2 separate regions of the Ovis aries genome follow, and region 2 is linked to region 1. The links are chromatin contacts, called in public Hi-C maps. All regions are on one chromosome and are shown on one strand. The core of a region is the stretch at or near the end of the contact, and the rest is flanking DNA. Distances in the headings are between cores, read along the strand shown. Region 1 overlaps IL20RB (interleukin 20 receptor subunit beta). Region 2 holds the start of NCK1 (NCK adaptor protein 1).

The links. A called contact is a pair of places that touch in the nucleus more often than the background predicts.
Region 2: a contact with region 1 is called in a Hi-C map of tail adipose tissue, with 3 times the contacts expected there. The contact joins the promoter of NCK1 here to the enhancer-like site in region 1. A contact is called at or near these places in 5 of 16 Hi-C or Micro-C datasets (liver, muscle, omental adipose tissue and 2 more).

The regions. Positions count from the first base shown.
Region 1 is chr1:252,835,240-252,838,686 of ARS-UI_Ramb_v3.0, reverse strand. It overlaps IL20RB (interleukin 20 receptor subunit beta), which reads left to right. Exons shown (of 7, transcript XM_042236712.1): 6 at 1,697-1,839. Among named protein-coding and RNA genes, the nearest start is that of IL20RB, 30 kb to the left of the region's middle. Within about 2 kb of position 1,601, at least 8 of the 54 cell types and tissues checked have an H3K27ac peak or open chromatin away from gene starts, as enhancers often do. A contact at or near this core is called in tail adipose tissue, where this site is marked.
Region 2 is chr1:252,946,171-252,949,617 of ARS-UI_Ramb_v3.0, reverse strand. NCK1 (NCK adaptor protein 1) reads left to right here and starts at 1,726. Exons shown (of 4, transcript NM_001166199.1): 1 at 1,726-1,815. It overlaps LOC121817339 (a long non-coding RNA gene), which reads right to left and starts at 1,501. Exons shown (of 3, transcript XR_006057174.2): 1 at 906-1,501; 2 at 200-354.

The DNA.
Region 1 (3,447 bases), core at 352-2,851:
ATCATCCTCTCCTTGGGGATATTTAGGTCATTTCCATCTGCTTTTTTATAAAAGATTATTTAGTTTTGTCTGTGCTGGGTCTTCCTTGCTGCATGTGGGATTTCTCTAGTTGCACCAAGCAGGGGCTATGCTCTCCATGCAGTGCTCAGGCTTCCTGTTGCAGTGGCTTCTCTTGTTGCAGAGCATGGCGGCTTCAGTAGTTGCAGCTCGTGGGCGCTAGAGCGCAGGCTCAGTAGTTGTGGCACGTGGGCTTAATGGTTCAGTGTCATATAGGATCTTCCCAGACCAGGGATCAAACCCATGTCCCCTGCATTGGAAGCTGGATTCCTAACCATGGGACTACTTCCGGAAGTACCCATTTCCATCTGCTTTTGAAGATGATGTTCATTTTCACGGATTCATTCATTCATTCAGTGAATAATTACTGAGCACTGTCACTGGGATATAGTCCCTACCCTCACTAAGCTTACCTTCTAGTTGAGTAGACAGACAAGTAAGCAAATGCGATGGTTTCCTGTGGTGGTTCGTGCTATGAGGGAACACACCAGAGCATACTGGGGTAGAGGGAGGTGCAGGTGTGCTGCTGTGGGCTCTGCGGACAGCTGGTTATGAAGCTGTTGCTCTAATCTAGACGTTGCTATGAATTGCTTTATGTGTATGTTTTGTCCTCTTTGGAATTATTGTTTGGAATCTACTCACAGGAGCGGGTGAAAGAGTCTGAACGTTTGTGTATCTCCTGATGCGTGCTCTGTGCTCAGTCACTGTCCTGTTTGACTCTTTTGCAACCCCGTGGACGGTACCCCACCAGGCTCCTCTTTTCACGGGGTTTTCTAGGCAAGAATGCTGGAGTGGGCTGCCATTTCCTTCTCCAGGGGTTCTTCCTGACCCACGGATTGAACGCATGTCCCCTGCATTGGCAGGCAGAATCTTTACCACGGAGCCTCCTGGGAAGCCCCATCTCTTGATGTGTACTGCCAAAGTAGTTTCCAAAAGCATTGAGGAGACCCTCCCAGCTTCTCTGCAGCTGCATCAGCTGTGCCACCCTTCACACTGTGGGTGAGCAGCCCAGCTCAGAGGGGCTACACGAATAGGATGGAGAGATGGGAAAATAACCCATCCCGCACTTCGGTATCTCCAGATGCTCAGACTTGGCACTTTCTGATACAATACTTAGTAGCATTTGGAGCTCGGCCCGGCCCTCCCTGTGTGACCTGGGGTAAGTCACTTAGCCATGGCCAGGACTTGCTACATCGGAGTTATTATGTGACTGTTCTGAATTCAGTATTTTCCTCCATAATACGGATCAATGCCAAGAGAAAATTGTGAAACACACTTTGTTTTCAGTTACCGCCCAGCTCCCTTCTGGGCTGTGCTCTTGGGCGCCACCCCCTCATCTTGCCTGGGGGCCTGGCTCTCTGCCTTCCTTCTGGCAGTGGTACCAAGGTGTGTGCAAACACAGCTAGTGCTTAATGCATGAGGCTCCTCCCTTTCTGGAAACCAATCTGGATTCTAGAAAAACGATTGAATGGTGGTCACTCTTGTCCCTGGGGCATATGTTAGATCTCAGGGTGCCGGAGTCTGCTCTCTTGATCCGTCTGCAGAGCCAATCCCGGGAAGGCCAGGGAGGCCCAGGACTGGCGAGCGAGTTGGTCTTTGGGGCTGTCTCCTAAGCCGGTTCCTGTCTTTCTGTTTTCAGGAGAGGCCCTGCCTCTGGCGCTGGCCCTGCTTGCCTTTGTGGGCTTCGTGCTGATCCTGGTGGTGGCGCTGCTCTCCATCTGGAAGATGGGCCGGCTGCTCCAGCACTCCTGCTGCCCCGTGGTGATGCTCCCCAACACCTTGGTAACTACTCTCCTCCCCTTCAGTGTGACACGCTGTCCAGGTGTCTTCTGGGCCTGAGCGGGATATGGACCTCTGCTTCGTGGGTGAACAAGCATTTGCACCAAGAAGGGAGAAGGACCTCCCTTCTAATTAGAGGGGCTGGGAGACCACCCTTCTGGGTGGAGGTTGGCCTCCCCCAGGTTCCCGTCAGGCCTCTGCTGCTTACCCCTAGGGCCTGGCACAGCAAGGCAGCAGGTGTGTAGCCCAGGCCAGGAGCTCGGCGTTCCAGGAATCATGCACAGTCTTACCCTGAGGACCGGCAAACCAGGCCTTCTTGGCCCCCTCCCATCATTATAACAGCAGCTATATCCAGAAACAAGTTCCAACACAACAGAGTCAATTCATACACCAAGAGTATCCTGGGTTCTTGGGGTGAGGTGCATGTGTGTGAGTGTGGGGCATGCGGACAGTGCTTTGCCTTTGGCTGGGGCAGGGGAACTATCCGCACCTGCCCAGTGACTACCCAGGGTGAGGGGTCCCCACAGCTCACAAGCCTTGAGGACCCTGGGCCATCCATCTGAGTCTCCCTGTGGGGGCAGGCCCCATGTGCTTTGCAGGGGTGGGGGAAATGCAAAAGCAGGCCTCCAGAGCTCCCTCCATGTTGCATCTATGCAGAACTTCAGGAGCACAAGGAAAGCACTCAAAAGACAAGAGCTCCTAGGAATCCTAATGCATTCTGTTCTTGTTGTTGTTCAGTCTCTAAGTTGTTTCCAACTCTTTGCCACCCCATGGACTGCAGCATGCCAGGCTCCTCTGTCCACCACTATCTCCTGGAGTTTGCTCAAATTCATGTCCATTCAATCAGTAATGCTATCTAATCGTTTCATCCTCTGCCGCCCCCTTCGCCTTCTGCCTTCAATCTTTCCCAGCATCAGGGTCTTTTCCAATGAGTCAGCTCTTCACATCAGGTGGCCAAAGTATTGGAGTTTCAGCTTCTACATCAGTCCTTCCAATGAATATTCAGGGTTGATTTCCTTTAGGATTGACTGATTTGATCTCCTTTCAGTCCAGGGAAAATCCAAGCAACTGAGATGAGACCAGAGACAAGAGATTCTGTGAGAGAATGTCCACTTTCGTCCATGGAAGATAAATGCCATGATCTTTGACCCCCTTTTGCTTCTCTGTTCCCCTCTCCATCCTTCCTACATCGTTCCAGTGTCTTCCTACATGCATTCCTTTCCATAAGTCTTTTAATTTCTATTCTGTTTTCCCCCAGATTTTAATGTGGACAATTTCTCTGAGTATATGCATTTCCCGCAGTGCTGTGTGAGAAATAGATCGCTAGGGTCCATCAAACCCCAAACAAGTTCTGGAGCTGCACATCTCCACTGCCATCTCTCCTCATCCTCAGCCTCAACTTTAGTACAGGCTAGCTGCACTTCCGGAGAAGGCAATGACAACCCACTTCAGTACTCTTGCCTGGAAAATCCCATGGACGGAGGAGCCTGGTGGGCTGCAGTCCATGGGGTCACTAGGAGTCAGACACGACTGAGCGACTTCACTTTCACTTTTCACTTTCATGCATTGGAGAAGGAAATGGCAACCCACTCCAGTGTTCTTGCCTGGAGA
Region 2 (3,447 bases), core at 477-2,976, 110 kb before region 1:
TATAGGATTAGGGCCCCACTCTTATCACCTCAGTTAACCTAAATTATCTCTGAAAGGCCTTGTCTCCAAATACAGTCACACTGGGGGGTCAGAGCATCAACACAGGAATTTTGAGAGGGGACACAATTCAGTCCATAGCAGCCATGATAAAATATACAAAGGTATTTAGATCCTTAGAATAAATCCAAAATCCACTTACATTATTAACTTTAGATCCTAATTACAGGATACAGATGGAGTTGCTGCCCAGATTTTCCTGGTCCACTTGCCCTCTCAACTTGAGGCCAGGAAGGGGCCACAGGTGATTTATGCTTGACCGTGTGATCATATATATGGCAAGTGAACCATATTCCTCTATTAGGATACAAATGAATAATTCTGAAGTTAAATACAGAAAAGCATAAATGAATGAAATTGGGGATTGAAGCTGTACTAATGCCTTAAACAATACTTACTGATGATCTACCATGTGCTAGAATCTGCCTGCAAAGTGGGAGACTTGGGTTCGATCCCTGGGTCCAAGATCCCCTGGAGAAGGAAATGGTAACCCACCCCAGTATTCTTGCCTGGACAATTCCATGTGTTACAGTCCATGGGGTCGCAAAGCGTCAGACAGGACTAAGTGCCTAACACTACCATGTGCTAGGTACTGGGGAAAAACAGTACTGACTGACATGATTTCTGATTTGAAATCATGTAGGGGTAGGGAGGTCTCCCCAGGTGGTAAAGAATCCCCTTGCCAGTGCAGGAGACGCTGGTTGTATCCCTAGGAAATGGCAAAAAGCTCCAGGATTCTTGCCTGGCAAATTCCATGGAGAGAGGAACCTGGTGGGCTTCAGATCCATGGAGTCGCAAAAAGTCTGGCTCTTTCAGCAGCTGGATGGGGAAAACACCTGTGCACTTACCAGGCTTCCCTGGGCGGCAAACGCCTACGCAGAGCCACAGAGATGGCTGGGGAGGAAGAGGCAGGTGATGGGGTCTGAGGCTCCGGCGTGGGGAGAACCAACTTACTGATGGCAGGTGTCTGGGGCTGGGCAGCTAAGAAAGAACAGACCTGTCACCGAAAGTCACTGTCCTCACAGCAAGGCTACGGCAACCAAGAATGGAAGCTATCCACGCACCAGGGCGCTTCGAAGGCCCTCAGACTCAGCTTATTTTGGTTTGCGGTTCAAGTTAAGGACACGTCTTACATTTTTCTCTCAGGACTCTACGTTCAGGCCTTTTTGTTTGCTTCTCATTTTCGCTCCCGTCCCTAAGAACTTTCCGCTGGTAAGACCTTCTTCAGGTGCAGAAACCAGAAGGAAGCTCCCAGAGCAGTCGGGGCTTAACTCGGAAAGCAGTCAGTTCTGTTGTGGAATCTCCTGTGGCGCTGAGGAGGAAGGCCCCAGAATAATCAGCCAGAGACACAGAAGCAACAAAACCCAGAAACTGGCAGGGCGCTTCTGTCTCTCTCACTCCCTCTCCACCGAGCAGCCTCAGCTCCACACCTAGCACAGCAATTGATTGACAGGAGGGCTCGCCCAATCCCAGAGCGGCGAAGACCGCCCTCGCGTCAGTGATAGGAGGGAAGGGGAAGACTGAACCTATCAGATTGGGCAGGGAGGGGGGGTTTCCTGTCTGCGCGGGTCCGCCCAGGGCCTCGCGACCGGTCGGCGCTGCAGCCCCGCCCTCCCGCCGCGCACGCCCCGCCTCTCTCCCCAGAGCTACGCGGCGGCAGAGCGGAGGCCTCGTGCCGTAACGGCCATCGCGGCGGCCGTGGCGGCGTCCCTGCCCTCCTCAAGTGAGCTGGCGCCGCCCGGGCTTGGCAGAGGGGAGGTGAGACGGTCCTGCCGGCAGGCAGACGCACAGACAGCCTTTTTCTCGTCTGGGGAATCTACATAGCCCGTTACTTGCCGCGGAGCTTCCTCTTCCCTGCTGAAGTTAGCTCCCGGGGCGCCGTCTGCCGGCTCGGAGCGAAGCCGGAGGGGGCGGGGAGGCCGCTTGGTCGGGCCTGGGCTTTTTGCCTCGCGGCTTCGCGCGACCCTCCGGCCACTGCCCTGGGAGGCGCAGCCCTACGACCTTCCTGTCCCTCCCTGGAGCGTCGGGTCCGGGTGAGCGCTGCGGCCGGCCGTCCCTGGAGGCTGAGAGGTCGAGTGTGTGGCGTGCACCCTCCTCCTTTTCTTTACCTCTCAAAGTCCTGACGGCTTTGTGGCGCATTCCGAGGCCGCGGTGGTGGTGGAGAGGGGCGCTTACCTCTAGGAGTGGGAGGGAGCCGTTCAGGGTGCGGAGGATGGACATCCTCGGGATGCGCCTCCCGCCCCTCCCCCCACCCAGCCCCCTGCAGTTTCCCTTGTTGGGAAATCTGGGTTATTATAATATCATGGATTCGTACGTGAGTTACTTGGGCTGTAAGCTTTTGACTTGAGTTGTAATATATCCGGGGGGAAAAATGTATCTTGGTAGTTGGTTTTGTAACCTTTCCTGTGTGTGTCCATAAAAGTTTGCTATTAGAAGCTCGGGAAGCTGAATTTTGTGCCGGACTGAGAACCCTTACTTTACAGACGCCCAGTTTAGTGTCACACTAATGAACTAGTCACTTAAAAATAATTCTGCCCGTTAACTTTGGCAAGAAACCAGGGGAGTTAGGAAAGGATGAGTTGAAGAAATTTCTATCCCCATCTTGGGTGGTGAGCAAAAAAAAGCTCACTGTTCAGTCAGGACAAGTAAATGTTGCAAGAGGTATTCATTTTTAAAAATCTTACTTTGGTAGATGTAAGAAAGACCAACCATACAGTTTATTAAGCAGATGGAAAGTGCTGTGTCTCAACCCTCAGGGAGTTTACAGAGTAAATGGGGAATTATCCAAGAAGAAGGTTCTGTTTGGTAATTGTCAGTAATATTCAGTTCTTAAATAGATATCCCTCATAGTTTGATAGAAACTCGAGATCTGTGCTTTGGTTGATTAATAGTTTTATTTCATTTTTATTGCAAACTTTACGATTTTCTTCTTTGGAAAATTCTGAACAGTTTGCAGAATGTTCAGGATTTCTCAGCTGTGCTTGTTCATATATTAAATTTTAAACTTGTTTGTTCTGTTTTTCTAAATATTTAGTCTAGATTTTACTAGTGCTTTCAGGTCCTTGAAAATAAAACATGAAACATAACAGGGTACGTTTTGTTAGATATTGAGATATGTTTTAGGCCACTGGATTTTTTGCACCTTTGAGAACTTCCCTGCCAAAACTCAAGGTAGATTTGATGCAAATGTTATAAATCACTTGTCAGGAAGACTTAATAAATCCATATCCTGTCTATTTTATTCTTTTATAGTTTAACAATTTTTACAATTTATTTACCTTTGTAATATGGAAAAATACCAGATATTTTTCTGCCTACACCAGAAGACTAAATGATTTTCTTATTTCGTCAATAAGTAGAATTGGAGGAAACTATTGAAATCACTAAGCA